3 separate regions of the Pan troglodytes genome follow, and all the other regions are linked to region 1. Evidence: chromatin contacts called from public Hi-C data. All regions are on one chromosome and are shown on one strand. Each heading gives the region's core, a stretch centred on a gene start, on an enhancer-like site or on the middle of the called end of the contact. The rest is flanking DNA. Distances are from core to core; before and after follow the strand shown. Region 1 holds the start of NUAK1 (NUAK family kinase 1). Region 2 has its middle 220 kb from the start of C12H12orf75. Region 3 has its middle 290 kb from the start of C12H12orf75.

The links. A called contact is a pair of places that touch in the nucleus more often than the background predicts.
Region 2: a Hi-C map of stem cell-derived neural progenitor cells shows a contact between it and region 1, with 2.5 times the contacts expected there. The contact joins the enhancer-like site here to the promoter of NUAK1 in region 1. A contact is called at or near these places in 1 of 7 Hi-C or Micro-C datasets (stem cell-derived neural progenitor cells) and 1 of 1 datasets of contacts at active chromatin or transcription factors (stem cell-derived excitatory neurons).
Region 3: a contact with region 1 is called in a Hi-C map of stem cell-derived neural progenitor cells, with 2.6 times the contacts expected there. The contact joins the enhancer-like site here to the promoter of NUAK1 in region 1. A contact is called at or near these places in 1 of 7 Hi-C or Micro-C datasets (stem cell-derived neural progenitor cells) and 1 of 1 datasets of contacts at active chromatin or transcription factors (stem cell-derived excitatory neurons).

Annotation. Positions count from the first base shown.
Region 1 is chr10:112,951,440-112,956,561 of NHGRI_mPanTro3-v2.0_pri, forward strand. It overlaps NUAK1 (NUAK family kinase 1), which reads right to left and starts at 2,695. Exons shown (of 7, transcript XM_001161041.7): 1 at 2,155-2,695. The coding sequence starts at 2,394.
Region 2 is chr10:112,370,416-112,375,537 of NHGRI_mPanTro3-v2.0_pri, forward strand. No RefSeq gene overlaps it. Among named protein-coding and RNA genes, the nearest start is that of C12H12orf75, 220 kb to the left of the region's middle. Within about 2 kb of position 1,931, at least 5 of the 24 cell types and tissues checked have an H3K27ac peak or open chromatin away from gene starts, as enhancers often do. A contact at or near this core is called in stem cell-derived neural progenitor cells, where this site is marked.
Region 3 is chr10:112,438,276-112,443,397 of NHGRI_mPanTro3-v2.0_pri, forward strand. No RefSeq gene overlaps it. Among named protein-coding and RNA genes, the nearest start is that of C12H12orf75, 290 kb to the left of the region's middle. Within about 2 kb of position 3,011, at least 4 of the 24 cell types and tissues checked have an H3K27ac peak or open chromatin away from gene starts, as enhancers often do. A contact at or near this core is called in stem cell-derived neural progenitor cells, where this site is marked.

The DNA of each region.
Region 1 (5,122 bases), core at 1,445-3,944:
TTAGCTGAAATTAATAGCACAGTGGGAAAATGAACTAGGGCTGAACAATAACACAGCGGGACTTCAGATTTGCGGCTGGTAAAGAAGCCTCTCTCGTTCTCAGGGCGCCCCCTCGTGGCCGCTTGACTAAATCCTGACGGAATGTTCAGTTTCTGCAAATACAGAGAAAGACATCCCCCAAAAGAGAAAAGCGGACTCCTGCCTACTGATGCAAATCCCTTTCACTCTAACCTAGTCTGTGGATCAGACAGCTCAAGAACGCCTGACAGGAAGTCCCACTGACGCTCAGAAAGGCGTCTGCCATAAGACAAGGGTTCGTTCGTTAGAAAGGTCTGAGGTAGTGCCCCAGCATTTAGACTTTGGGGTCCCTTCACAGACCCTAGACAAACCCTTACCACTTCAACAACCCCTCATAGCCTCACATTCTCAACCTGCAGCTCGAACTGCGTCTGTTTTTCATTATTCTGCTTCCCACCTTCCCAGTGCGATTCTTCAGCAGCTATTAAGACAACATGAGCAGGGATCTAAGCTTAGTTTTTGCTTATTCAACATCCAGCCTGGGGAATATCACCGCAGAAGAAAAGCATGAATGAAGTGCACGTTTCCCAGCCTCTTCTTCCACAAACCTGAAATTGCCTTCATCAGAGGCCACCCTTACAACCCTCCCCTTTAACAATTTCATCCTACGAAAATGGCACCTGCCCAGAGTGAATTCTCAACTACTTGCTTGCTGTAGAATTTATTACAGAGCCAGCTTTAAAAAGAAATGTACGCCATCTCAAATTTCCAATTAATTGATAACAGATTTTTTTAAAATAACGTTATGGGACGAAGTTATATAGACCCAAACATCAAATCTGAGAAATGGGTTGGGAGGGCGTTATCCGGGTATCCAGATATTTGAGAATTTGGGGACTGAACTTTGCTGACTGGCACCCCCATTTTTTTTCACAGAACTGTTCCTGCCGAAATGCAAAAGAAACATGTCAATACTAAGCTGCTATTTTATTTGACAGCTCATTTTCCTTTTTCCCTGCAGTCATTTGTTGTTTATAAGCAAACCTGAGCCTCCAAAACACCCCCAAAAGTGCACACAAGGAGTCCCATAATCAGTTTCTGACTTTGGCCCTAAATCGATTAGAATACATCTGATCTGCTTCAAATCAAAGAACCATGTTAATTTTCTGCCACACACCACACAAAATCTTTCTGCAAGAGTCAGTCACTTTGAACCCAACTCTCTAGCCACAAGCAGTGTGGATTTCAAGGGCCTGTTCTGCAGAAGTGAAAATAACAACAAACCAAGGCTGGGACAAGGCAGACAGACCCCAAGGCACTCAAAGCACTCCTTGGAGCTGTGCAAATGGTGCCAGGACCCTGGCAGGGTGTCAGCTGTCACAAGAGCAGCGGGGCCAGACCCCTTCAGCGGTTTGGTAGCCCTGCAACCAGGAGCTGAAACACAACTGAGCCTGCTGCAACTAAGCACAGCTATCTCTGTAGCTACCCATGCCCTGGACATTTCGGTCCTCCCAAAGCCATGATGCAAACTGTTAGAATCCTCAGGCTTGCAGTAGTCTTTATTTTTGCTCCCTAACCTTGTCTCAAAAACAGGCAAGAGTCGCCCTCCCTTGCAGTCACAGCAGTATCAGGGCGATGCAGAGTCTGAGTGGGAGGATGCAGAGCAAGGAGCTGCGGGCAGATGGGTGGAAGGGGGTAGGGACACCTACAAAACACCGGACTTGAGGGGCTAGCTCCTAGCTGGGAATGCGGTTCTTTGGAGAGTTGTGGAAATAAGGCGTTTCGGGGCATGGTCTAAATGTGTGCCTGCGAGGGAGAGAGACCCCGGCCGTCCCAACGCTGCAAAGTGTTTGCAAATCTAAAACATTCCTTTGCTGCTAGGATTAAATTTTTAAAAACAAACCAAAAAATAAAATAAAATATGTGCAGACAGGATGTAACAAGTGTTTCAGGACAGAGACACGCCTGAGTCACGGGGTGCTGGAGAAAGAGTGAGGAGTCTGTCTCGGGGCTTCCCAATGAGCCCCCTCTCTGTCAAGAGACCCCCAGGGCGCACAGACCCCCGCCTCGCACGCCCTCAGTCCCCGGCCGCGTCCACCCAGCGCCCCCCGCACCCTCCAGGATTGCCCCACTCACCACTCGGCCAGAAAACCTCTCGGTGGCCCGCTTGACTTTGCCGTAGGTGCCTTTGCCCAGGGTCTCCTGCAGCTCGTAGCGGTGCTTCAAGTTGTGCTTGTGGTGATGCCGCTTCACCCCGTGCGGCTTCCTGGGCTCCAGGGCTGCTGTCGCCCCCGCCACCGCCTCTCGGGGAGAGCCCGGCGCCCCCAGCCCCAAGTCGGGGCGGTCCCCCGCCACAGGCGCGGCGGCCCCTTCCATGTCCAAGCGCGGGGCGAGCCGGGCTACAGAGGGCAAGACCGGGCACAGCGCTGGGGTGTCGGGGTCCCCACCGAGGGAAGCCGCTGTACGCTCAAGGTCGCCCCCGCAGCATCAGGGAGACGGCCCGATACCGCTCGGACTGCGGCTCGGTCACTGGCGGCGGCGGGGACTGCACATCTGGCGCCCGCGGCGCGCACGGTCCGCGCACCGCCCCCCGGCCGCGGCGAGCTGTGGAGCGTCGGGCGAGGTGGCGGCGGTGGCAGGGGAGGCGGTGGTGTTTGCAGGAGGGAGGGGAGAGGGTGGCTCGCAGCGCAGGAGGGGGAGTGTTATGTGGGGCGCCGCGCCCCCCAACCCCTCCCCGGGAGGACGCGCAGACGGGGCGGGGGCGGCGCTCGCGCGGCCCCAGGGGAGGGGGAGCGAGGGGCGGTGCAGCCAGGGCTTCCCCCACCTCCCTGCAGCCACCCGGGGCCGGGGCCGCCGTGAGCTGGGAGGGGGATGGGAGCGTGTCGCGACTCGCCCTTTGTGCGGCGCGGCGTAGGCCACGGCGGCGGCGGCGGCGGCCAGGAGTGCTTTGTCCTCGCTGGGCCGGAAGGGACCGGGAAATTCCAAGCTGGGCGCCCCCTCCCCGGGCGCTCTCGGGCTCGCCAGTCGCAGCTACCGCGGGCCCTCCGCCGCCTCGGGCTCCGGGGCCGGTCGCTCGGCCTGGATTCCTGCTGGCGCCGGGGCGGCGGTTGCGGCTGGCCGAGCCCCGGGGCCGGGGAAGAAAGAGCGCCGCGAGCCGGGGGCCGCCGGGACCTGCTCGCGATACGGCCGGGGCCGCCGCGGGCCTGGGCGCCCCTTCATTTTCTTGTAGGTGTCGCCGCGGCCTGGCGGCCGGAGCTGGGGGAGGGGGCAGGGAGGCCTGGTGTTCGGTTACAGGCGGTGACTCACGGACCTTGCCCGCCGAGGCTGGCACCCCGCGGGGCAGAGCTGCGCCCGCCTGGGGCAACTCCGAGTCCAGGAGAACCCCAAGAGCGGCGCTTTGGTCCCGGCCCCCGCGCCCTCTCCGAAGAAAGGAGAGTCAGGGACGGAGGGAGGCCGGGAGGCTGAACCCCGGGCCCGCCGTCGAACCGCCGGCCCTCCGACACCATCTGGACCCCGGCGGGGACAGCCGCCTGGAAGGGGAGGAAGGCCAGGGACGTGGAAGAGATGGGGCTCTAAAGGCGCCGGGACGGAGCTGGCTCCCCAGAGGCGCCCACCCTGCCAGCGAAGGCCGCCATCGGAGGTGGGCAAACCAGGGACCTGGGGTGGACCAGGACCCCGGGCCTGCTGAGCAACCCGTTTGCTGAGCAGGAGGCGATTTGCAGGCCTCTTGCCTCTTTAGGCCTTGGGAGATTTCCTTTCACTGGAAGGGCCAGATCCTGGCGATGGTGACAGGAACGGTACCCCGCACGGTAAGGGTCAGGCAGGAAGGGCCTCCCACCGCGGCGTGGCTGCCGCCGTTCTAAGAAGAGACCATGAAAAATAAGGAAGAAGGCTAGAGAAAAAGAGATCTTAGGGAAATTTTTTTTTTTTAACAAGTGGTGCAATGTACCAGACTGGGGTGGGAAGAGTGAAGGCTGAAGAAGGTTTGGTGTTCTGCAGATCGCATGGCGGTTCTTTTCCACCAGTGGACCTCACTGGGGCCTCCTCTGCAGCTCTCAGGTCCAGCCCTTCCTCTACATTCCCGCCGCCTTCATTGCTGTCTGCCCCTGGTCACCTTACCCCGGACTCCTGCAACAGCCCGCTCTCCCCAACCCTCCCCGGGAGCCTCCTCACTGCTGCCAGAGTAATGGCCTGAAACACTGCCCTCATCCTCCACACGTGTCTCTGCTGTACTCTGACGCGTGATATTCTTACCTGTCCAAACTTTTCTTCTACTGATATTTCACACAAACTCCCCTGCCCCTTCTTCCCTTCCCCAGGAGCAATCACAGAACACAAACACAAAGGCGCATCATGCCTATTCAATTCCTATTCTGTCCACCGCATTTGCAGGGCCTCCCTGCCCCCCATCCTGTAACTGTTCTGCTTCTATCCAAAGTTTGTGGACGTTGTGCCTATAGATCCAACAGTCAGGATGAGTGGCATGCAGGTTGAGTCCTGGCTTCCCAGAGGATTGGCTGTGTGGCCTTGGTCAAATGACATAACCTCTCAGAGCTTCGGTTTTCTCTTTAAGATATGGATTAGCAGATCTATTGTAGAGATAAATACATTGTGTCTACAGTAGTATTTTAAAATATTTTCTACTTCTTTCCCTCCCCTGCGATGTGGTAGAAATCCACTACCCCATCCTCTTGAAGTTAGATGAGCCCATAGGACTTGCTTAGGCCAATGGAATGAGAGCAGAAGTGACTGTGTTGCTTTCACCTGGAACCTTTAGGATCCAGTGAGCAAATCCCCGTGTCTTCTTTTTCCTATCTTGACAATCATGGTGGTACAAAGTTGGAGCCTCCCCAAGCCAGCCTGAGTCTCTGTGTAAAGATGGCAGAAAATCTCAGCCAATCTGCATTGGAAAAGTAGTGTCAGCAAATACTAAACTTCACTTAAGTCAGTGGGATTTGTTAAAGCAGCATAACCTGGCTTATTCTGGCTGATAGTGTTACTCCCAGATATGTGGGACTTCATCAGTATCTATTGAATCAATAGCATCATCTACCATAGGCTGGTACTGTTTTATGACAGTAAACCCTCCTCTGTAAAGTAGCTG
Region 2 (5,122 bases), core at 681-3,180, 580 kb before region 1:
TCAGCATTGGAATAATACCTGCCATTTGCAAGGATACCTTAGGTGTTTATTGCCAGCCCACTCACTTTCTGATGTTTGCAGCAGAGTACAAGGGTTGTGTTGTGGGTCTTGAAGTAAGACCATTCTTAACATACAACTAGGTTCAAATCCTGGCTCTATCACTCATCAGCTGTGTTACAAGGACTATAGAAGGCTTTGTTTCCATATCTGTGTGTGCAGAAAACAGCAGTTGCCTACCTCATAGCTTGCGATTTATTGTAATAATATATTCCACATGTGCCTGTACCTGCCTCTCAGAAAGCATTAGTTACTGGTGATTTTTTTTTTATTATTACTGTATTGAACTTAAGGACTGTCCTGAGCCAGACTGTCAGAGAGGACTGAGGAGAAGATGATGGGGAGGTATCTGTGGTCTGACTACATGGGGCAGCTTCAGATTAATAAGAACAAGATTCTGCCTGCTAACAATTTCTATGTCTATTAAGAGCAGTAATAAACCTCTTTTGTGGGTATAAAATTTGCATGAAAACACCTATAAGGATAATGATAATAAAGGCTAATATTGAACACTTAATGTGTTCTAGGTAATATCCTAAGAATTTAACATTCATTAACTCAATAAGCCCACGTGGCAACACTCTGAAATGGGTGCTGTAATGATCTTCATTTTAAAGATGGGTGCCTGGAGGCAAGAGTGTGTTGGGGATATCACATGGATTAATTAAATATTTATTAGATGCTGAGATCTTTCAGGGGAAGGAATTTTTTATTATCTCCAGGGCCCAGTACACAGTAGGTGCTCCATAGTTATTTTTCATGTTGAATAAGTGATATAGATCAAAGGTTGGCAAACTTTTTCTGTAAGAGGCCAGGTAGCAAGTATGTTAGGCTGTGGGCTCCATGAGGTCCCTGTTGCAGCTTCTCAACTCTGCCGTTGTAGTGCAAAAACGGCCAGAGACAATGTGGAAATCAGTGAGCATGGCCGTGTTCTGATAAAATGATTTCTAAAGACAGGTGGCAGGACAGATTTGGCTGCAGGCTGCAGCTTTCCCTGATCTAGGTGATGCTGATTCTGATGCTGTTAAACAGTACCATTTGCTAAGTGCCTACTCTGTGCGAGGCACTATTATAAGTACTTTCATGCATTGTCTCATGAGATACAGATGAAGAAAGTAGGCTTATGGGGTTTAAGTAACTTGTCCAGATCTGCGAGACTACAGAGCCCAGACAAAGGAGACAGTGTTACAGATTTTGAACGTTATTCAGGTGAAAGTATAAGTGGATTCTAGATCCTTACTACTCAAAGTCTCGTCCATGGACTGGCAGCACTGGCATCACCTGAGGGCTTGTGAGGAATGTGGACTGTTGGGCCCCTCACTCAGAAATCTTGAATTAGAATCTACGTGGTCACAGGATTCCCAGGGATTTCCATATATGTTAAAATTTGAGGAGCAGATGAAGGTTCTAGATCATTCACATTTAAAGACAAACACTGCCCAGATGTCTGGGTTTTGTGAATAACAAGGGATTTCATTCATCTTGTGAGGGTAAATCTACTGTCAGCCCAGCCCGTTTCTAGAACAACAGAGCTATGAACATCAATGAGGAAAGGTAAGTTTAGACGCCTAATAGAAACTGAATTGTTTAGCAACTTTTGGAGGAAACTTGGAAAATGTAACCGATGATTTAATGATCTTTAACTTAAAGCGATTAGAAATATGCAGGGTGAGCCGGTCAGTTTCACCAAATGGGGTTAGAACTTAGTTTTCTATGCAAAGATGGACACCCAGGTTGAAATTTCTCAAAAGTTCCGAGTTGGTGTCAAGCATATTGATGATCCAGTGGCTTCTTTCTTGTGACTGGGACAGACCTGGGAGGTGCAGCACAGCTCTCCTTGCTGCTGCTCCATCTAATTTACAATGAGATCAGCACACAAAGGGGAGTGAGGAATCACTCTGCTAACAAGCTCCCTTCCCTCTTGTCTCTGGAAGAATGTTGGCTGACAGGGACACAATTAAAAAGGGATTGATTTATTGAGCTGGAATGCTCTAGCCCCCCTAATCTCAGAATCTCTCTGCTTCATGCAATCACCGTTTCCAAACAAGAGTCAGCCTACACGAATGAAACTTTTCGTGATCACCAGGGAGCCAAAGACATAGTTTACCAAAGGTAGCTCAGCCCTTGAAGCCCATTAAAAAAAACAAAAACCCACATAAAAGAAGCCCTTTCCTGCATGAGGGCCTGGATAAGGATCTGGAATTCAATAGGAAAAGATGACCTAAACAAAAAGTAAGCAGTACTCATGAAAACTGCTAACCTTGGCTCCAGGGAGGGGCACAGGTCAAGAAGAGTAAGTGGGCAAGGAGCCCTTTTTTTGTCTTTTACATAATGAAACTATAAATTTCTGTTAGAAATCACAGGATCATCAAGCATTTGGAATGTTTATGAGGATCCTGGTGGGATTCAAGAGAAGAAAAAAAAATCTGTGGATTTGAATTCAATTCTTCCTTTGCACTGTCTCATTGAACCCAGGTGGTCAAATCTCCGCTGTTTGTATGCATGTAATTATTTACAATTGTTGGGATTTGAGAGGGTACCCAATAAATGGCACCTATTTTTTTTCACTAGAGTTCTGAACTGTTCGTAAAGTAAAACAAAAGACTTGGCAGATGGAGACGGAAACGGAGCATCCGTTTTGTTACTGATAAAGTGGGTGCTGGAAAATGGAGCTTATATCTGTGCATTGGTAGATTTCTTGATATCGAATACCCAACCTACAAATATTACCTCCCAATCACAGCAGCTCTGGACAGGCCTTTGTGGGACGTGTATGGAGGGGCAGCAGAACGTACTCCTTGATAGCAGTCTCACTCCCAAGGGAAAGAGAAAAGACGCGGCTGGGCTGCACATACCCAGTTTCTCTTTCCAGATTTATCAGAATAAGAAAACCACTTCTCCCCTGGGGGGAGTAAGTCAGGGGACAGAGAGAAACCAGGAGTGAAGTGGGACATCTCCCACATAGAAGAAATCGTCATGAGTGGGGAAGAAGCATCCTCTACCTTCACACTTTTGAAATTAATGATAATATTACTAATAATAACAGTAATGACAATAATAAGAACAAAAGTGATCATTTACAAAGTATTTACTTGCTCAGGTTCTGAGCAGAATCCCCTACCTCATTTAATCTTCACAACAACACATTGAGATAATTTTATGATTGTGTCTCTGCAACAGGTGAGAAAACTGAGACACAGAGGTTGCGTAATTGTCCAGGGACACACAGCTAGGAAGTGGTACAGCTACAGTGCAAACACAGCTTTGCCTGACTCCAGAGCCTGAGTTGTGCAGCAGACTCTGCTCTATTTGTTGAATGAATAATGAAGTAAATGAATAAATGAATGAGGTGAACTAGAGGATAATGTGTCTAGAAGTCTGGCCGCATGGGGGAATCTGTGTGCAGGATTGCTAGGTTTGGCAGCCGGCCCATCTTTCCCTCAGCTCAGAGGCTGACCCTGAGGATTTTTCCCTAGAATGTTCTGCCCTGCCTGGCTGGGCCAGGCCAAGCAGTGCTCCAGCAGGTGGACCTTGGAGCTAGTCTTGCTCTCCCAGGAGCCCAGCGTCAGGGCGTGCTGGGGACAAGAGCCAGGGGGCTGCTTGTCCACAACCATCCCCTTTGCTTGGTCTCTGATTTGCATTCTAGATTGCTCAGTGGCCTCAAGGCTTTGAATGCTTCCCAGATGGCCACTGGCCTAAACACAGGTGGCCAGGGGAGCACTTAGACAACCCACTCCATGGGAGAGGGATCAACCAGTCTCTGCCTGAGCTAGAAATCTGACTCACAGATTAGGGGTCAGGAAAGAGCGCAGCAACTGAGGCTGTCTTCAGCTCCCCCTCTCCCTGTGGGAATGTCCCCATCTCCTGTGCATCTGGCCACCATATTTCCAGGCATCTCTCTCACCACCAGGCATTACACAAAAATCAGAGCCTCTGAGATGCCCTTTTCCCTCACTTGCTCTTTTTTTTTTGAGACAGGGTCTCACTCTGTCACCCAGGCTGGAGTGCAGTGGCATGATCTTGGCTCACCACAACCTCCACCTCCCGGGTTCAAGCAATTCTCGTGCCTCAGCCTCCCGAGTAGCTGGGATTATGGGTGCCCACCACCATGCCTGGCTAATTTTTGTATTTTTAGTAGAGATGGAGTTTCACCATATTGCCCAGGTTGGTCTCGAACTCCTGACCTTAAGTGATCTGCCCACCTCGGCCTCCCAAAATGCCGGGATTACAGGCATGAGCCACCACGTGGCCTCATTTGCTCTCTACACCAACCTGCAATTTATGTTTGAACCCCTGGAGTGGCAGCATAAACTTTATCAGACTTCCCTCCCTCCAGGTCAGGACCCCTTCCCTTCTCCAGGTACCCGCTTCCTACTCCCCACATGCCACCTTGGCTTCCCCACCTCTCCCTTGCCCCTGTGTCCCACCCACTTCTGTACAGAATTCTGTTATCTTAATCTCTTTCTTTGGAAACTCCTGTCATTTGTAATTATCCCCCGTTTCCTTCCTCTACCTCAGCCCTTTTTTCCCAGGCCACCTTCGCCTTCTCAGCTTTCTTTTCAAAGATGCTGCATTTTTTTTCTCCTTATTTGGACCAACATGACCTGACAGGATGGCTGAAACGGCATACTGGGGATAGAAATATGTGCCAGTTCCCTCTGTAGGTTTTTGTGTTTTTTTGAATGGGGCATTTGCAATCAATTTATGGAGTTTAGCTGAAAGGTTAAGGAGTTTTCACTTAAAAATCAACCTCCCCAAATGAAAATATTTGGTACATCTTTTCTTTCATTGTAATTGAGGTCTCCACATGCGCCCATGCTTAGGATCTATTCTGGAAAAGGCTCCCAGAGAAAAACCTGTCTAGTCCATTCAACTTCTACTCCAGTCTTATGAAAATGGATTTCATAAACAGTAGAGAACATATTTGTCCTTTTGTCTTCTTCAGGATTATCTCTCAGAGAAGTGATGTCAAAAGGAGGTGCTTCTAATGATGCCAAAGGTGGGGATGAGACTAAGCGGGTCAGTTCAAGGGTCCACGTGTATTTGAGTGCATCCAGGAGAGGTC
Region 3 (5,122 bases), core at 1,761-4,260, 510 kb before region 1:
ATAATATTTCATTGTGTACATGTGCCATATTTTCTTTATACATTCATGTGTTGGTGGACACTTAGGTTGATGCCATATCTTGGCTATTGTGAATAATGTAGCAATAACCATGGGAGTGCAGATATTTCTTCAATATATTGATGTCATTTCTGTTGGGCACATACCCAGCAGTGAATTCCTGGATCATATGGTAGTTCTATATTTACTTTTTTAAAGAATCTCCATACTGTTTTCCATAGTGGCTGTGCTAATTTACCTTCCCACCAATCCTTGCCAGCATTCATTATTTTTTGTCTATTTGATAAAAGCCATTTTAACTGGGGTGAGATGATATCTCATTATGATTTTGACTTGCATTTCTCTGATGATTAGTGATGTTGAGCATTTTTCCATATACCTGTTGGCTACTTGTATGTCTTCCTTTTAGAAATGTCTGTTCAGATCCTTCATCCATTTTTAATTGGATTATTTGTTTTTTTGCTACTGAGTTATTTGAGTTCCTTATACATTCTGGTTATGGATCCCTTGTCAGCTGAAGAGTTTGCAAATATTTTCTCCCATTGTTTATGTTGTCTCTTCACTTTGTTAATTGTTTCCTTTGTTGTGCAGAAGCTTTTTAACTTGATGTGATCTCATTTGCCCATTTTTGCTTTGGAGGTCTTACTCAATAAATCTTTGCCCAGACCAATGTCCTGAAGCATTTTGCCAGAGTTTTCTTCTAGTAGTTTCATAGTTTCAGATTTTACATTTAAGTTTTTAATTCATTTTGATTTGATTTTTGTATATGATGAGATAACAAGGCTTTACTTTCATTCTACTGCATATGGATATCCAGTTTTTCCAACACCATTTGTTGCAGAGACTGTCGCTTCCTTAATGTAGGTTCTTGGCACCCTTTTAAAAAAATGAGTTCACTGTAGATGTATGGATTTGTTTCTGGGTGTTATATTCTGCTCCATTGGTCTATGTGTCTGATTTTATGACAGTATTATACTGTTTTGGTTACTATAGCTTTGTAGTATAATTTGAATTCAGGTAATGTGATGCCTCCAGCTTTGTTCTCTTTACTCAGGATTGCTGTGACTACTCTGGGTCTTCTGTAGTTCCATATAAATTTTAGAATTTTCTTTTCTATTTCTGTAAAGAATGTCATTGGGATTTTGATAGGGATAGCATTGAATCTGCAGATCACTTTGGGTAGTATAAACATTTTAACAATGTTGATTCTTCCAATCCATAAATGTGAAGTATCTTTCCATTTTTTTTTGTCCTTTTCAATTTCTTTCATCAATGTTTTATAGTTTTCCTTGTAGAGATCTTTCACCTTTTTGGTTAAATTGATTCCTAGGTATTTTTTGTAGCTATTGTAAATGAGATTGCTTTCTTGGTTTATTTTTCAGATTGTTCACTTCTGGCTTGTGGAAATGCCACTGATTTTTGCATGTTGATTTGGTATCTTGCAACTTTACTGAATTCATTTATCAGGTTTTGGTGGAGGCAGAGTCCTCTACGTATCATTCTATGTATCTGAATTTTATTTGAAATGCACATTAAACCATGGAGTGATTTTTTTCTACTGTAGTTTAGGTCTATATAATTAATTCCTTGAGAGTTGAAAACTTATCTCAACTTCAGATGTGATCTTATCCTTGGTGAGGTTTAAGTGGAGGCAGAGCTTTCTACATATCATTCTAGCTATCTCCTCCTTGTGACACAGCAATAATACCTTAAAGATTTTTCCCTGCCTCATGAGCAACCATTTCTCTCTGGCCTCAAGGATGTCTCATGTGTTGGCATACCTGCTGTGCTCTATGAGTCCCAGGTTGGATGGTTGAGAGATTTAGTGTGAGTTGCCGAACACAGGGCTTTTAAAATGTAAAATGTGTGCCAGACTCATGGCCTGGAGCCCCAGTCAGATTGTGCATTTTGATCTTTATACTACATAAGGAGACTCACTTATGTGTGAAATGGGAAATCAAGGCAGGCTGTGAACATCAGTGGGTCATCAAATTATGATCTTTCTATCTTCCAAAAATCCCACAAGCCTTGCCACGTCTCTTTGTCTGAACACTGATATTACTGTAGCTCAGGTTCTCATAGCTTTCATCAGGACAATTTTTATAGTCTTTGTTCTTTTTTTCTCCAGCATCTCATTCTTCTGTTCTGCCTTCCATATCACTACTATAAATGTCTGTAGGTGTGCCACTCCCTTGCTCAGAAAGCATCAAACATTGCAGACCACAAATTTACAAATTCCTAAACATTGTACTCGAGGTCCTTCCTGGTCATTTAATTGTCCATTTACTAATTCATCAAAGTCCCCTCCCATGAGATATCTCTCTGTGTCATGTCTTAACTTTAAATAATGATAATAACAACTATGACAGTATTAATAATGATATTTCTTTAATAATCAGGTATAATCTATTACAAGATTCACTCTCAATTTAATAATAGCTTTTCAGAAAGAAAAGAAACACTACTACACTAAATCAATGAACATTTTAATGACAAGACATACTGAAATTCCAGAAAGATTAAAACAGGAAAAAGTTGTAGGTCTGGGAGTTAAAGACATATGCTAATAGGTACCATTTATTTAGTGTCCACAAAGGTCTCAGTAATTATTTAGCTAAAGAACCTTTTCTTGATTCATTCTGCCTCCAAGAAGCTCTCAACCATGTAGTCCTGCCCTCTCTGCATGACTTTCTGGATCACTTTCTGTGCCAAAAGCAAACTTCACACGCCTTAAGAATGTATGTTCTCCAAGCTTATTTGGCCTGTGAAAAGAATAAGTAGATTTCCTATTAGCTGTGTAATATTTGCTACATTTTAAGGAAAAAGTGCTGTTGAAAATAGGACCCAAATCAACCAAGCCCCAAGACCAAAACAGAGACCCCAAATATTTGTTCTCTATTGCTGCCAGTTGAGGATTGATGATTTCTGCTTCTCAGGAAGAGCGTAGGGGGTGAAAGTGGGAGGTCAGCTCTTTTTGTCTGAGAAAATAATTTTCTTTCTTTCAAGGTATTAGCAATGCAATTATTTCATCAAGGTGAATGAGTTCTCTACTTGGGTCCCAGCCTGGGGTTTCACTTGGAATTTTTCTTCACCACTTTTGGCCTCTAAATATTTGACCGAGAGTTTGAGTTCGGATTAAGCTGTCACAGATCTTGATTTGATAAGGGGAATGAAATTAAAATGGACAAAAAGAAGTGAGGCTAATTGGCACTTCCAAGTAATTTTTCCTTTACAATTAGCCAAAGAAAATTTCATGGGGGAGAGTGATGCTTGCATTCTTCCTGAAGCTTCTTTGTGTGTGCCCGGGAGACCCCTGGCCAGGCCTCAACCCTGTCAGTCTCTCTGAGCGCCGTTCTCAGGGTATAATTGAGCTGGGCTTTGTTGTGAGCATCTATACACATTTAATGAGACTTATGTGTCTGTGCTCAGAGGATTCCAGATCCTCCACTACATTTCATTTGGAATTAATCCGATGTGGGCTGTTCTCCAGGCTTAATAGCTGAAAAGCCCTTTCCAAAGGGAAAGAATTCAGTGATAAAGTTTAATAAAGTTTAGTATGAAAGCTAATTCTTCATAAAACCCTGAAAAATTTTCCCCCAAAGTCCAGACACCACAACGATTGTATACCTCAGGATTTCATTTCTGTCCTCCTGCCTTGGGGCCCATGGACTGCAAGCAATGAATCTGCATTGGTAAATAAAGCATAACTTCATGACAGTTTAATGGGGTTGGGGAAAATCATTGGACCTTTATTTTTTGCAAAAGTGGCTCTTCCTATGTGTCTCGCTATGGTGAACCATAATGGGGGATTTGCTAGAGATAAGATCCTTAAAGTGAGACTAAAATAAACACAAAGATAATCTTACTCCATTTCTGGGCTTAGGCTGTCTACCAAAGAGCAGCAAGTTCGTTGCGAAAATGAATGGGATTCCTGGCCAGACAGTTCAAGGGGAGGAAAGGTGGGAGCTGGCAAGAGGGGAGAGAAAAAACAAGCAGCTGGTAGCCCTCCTTGGTGTGGCCCCTCTGCCTTAGTACCCTCCCAACTGGCCACTAGTCCATCCTCACCCCACTGTGGCTTCCTCTGTTTCAGCCTCACTCAAGCATAGCTCATCTTCAATGCCATAGTTTTAAATTTGCCTCTGGACTTGAATATCCTTTTTCACTTCTTTGCTTTGCTTCTCCCTACACATCCTTCAAGCATCATCTCTTTGGAAAGCCTTCCAGCTGTCCTCTTTTTGTTCTCTCAAAATCCTCTGCTCAGTGTGCTCCCTGAGCTTGTTGACGGTGTTGAAAGTGTCATTTATCTGTATGCATAAGAACCTCTTGGCCGGGCGCGGTGGCTCACGCCTGTAATCCCAGCACTTTGGGAGGCTGAAGCAGGTGGATCACCTGAGGTCAGGAGTTTGAGACCAGCCTGGCCAACATGGCGAAACCCCGTCTCTACTAAAAATACAGAAATTAGCCAGGTGTGGTGGCACACACCTGTAATTTCAGCTACTTGGGAGGCCGAGGCAGGAGAATTGCTTGAACCTGGGAGGCAGAGGTTGCAGTGAGCTGAAATCGCACCATTGCACTCCAGCCTGGGTGACAGAGCAAGACACCATCTCTAAAAAAACAAAAACAACAACAAACAAAACAAAACAAAAAACTTCTTGCCCTTGACTGTGAGCCAATTGAGGTCAAGCACTGAGTATTTATTCATTACTTCATCTGCTAATTCAATCATTGAATCAGTACTTATTCAACACATACTATGTGCTGAGTACTGGCCAAAAATACAACGGAGCTTGTGACATGCACATCCTCTGTTTCAGACTAGTGAGGGAGACAGAAAACACAGTACCCTCCCCCCCAAAAAAAAGTGAAAAAGAAAGAAAACAGGTGCTGAGATAATGAAATGGGACGACCACTGTACCATAAACAGGATCAGGAAGCAGTTTCCTTGAGGAGGTGGTATGTAAGTTAAGACCCAGAAAAGGAGAAACTAGCTTTAGAAAAGGGCATATTAACTGCTCAATGACTGATTGAATGAATGAATCTAAATGGGAGGTCCTTGTAGTCCACTGAGTTCAATTTAAAATACTGTTGAGAGTAAAGTCAGTGA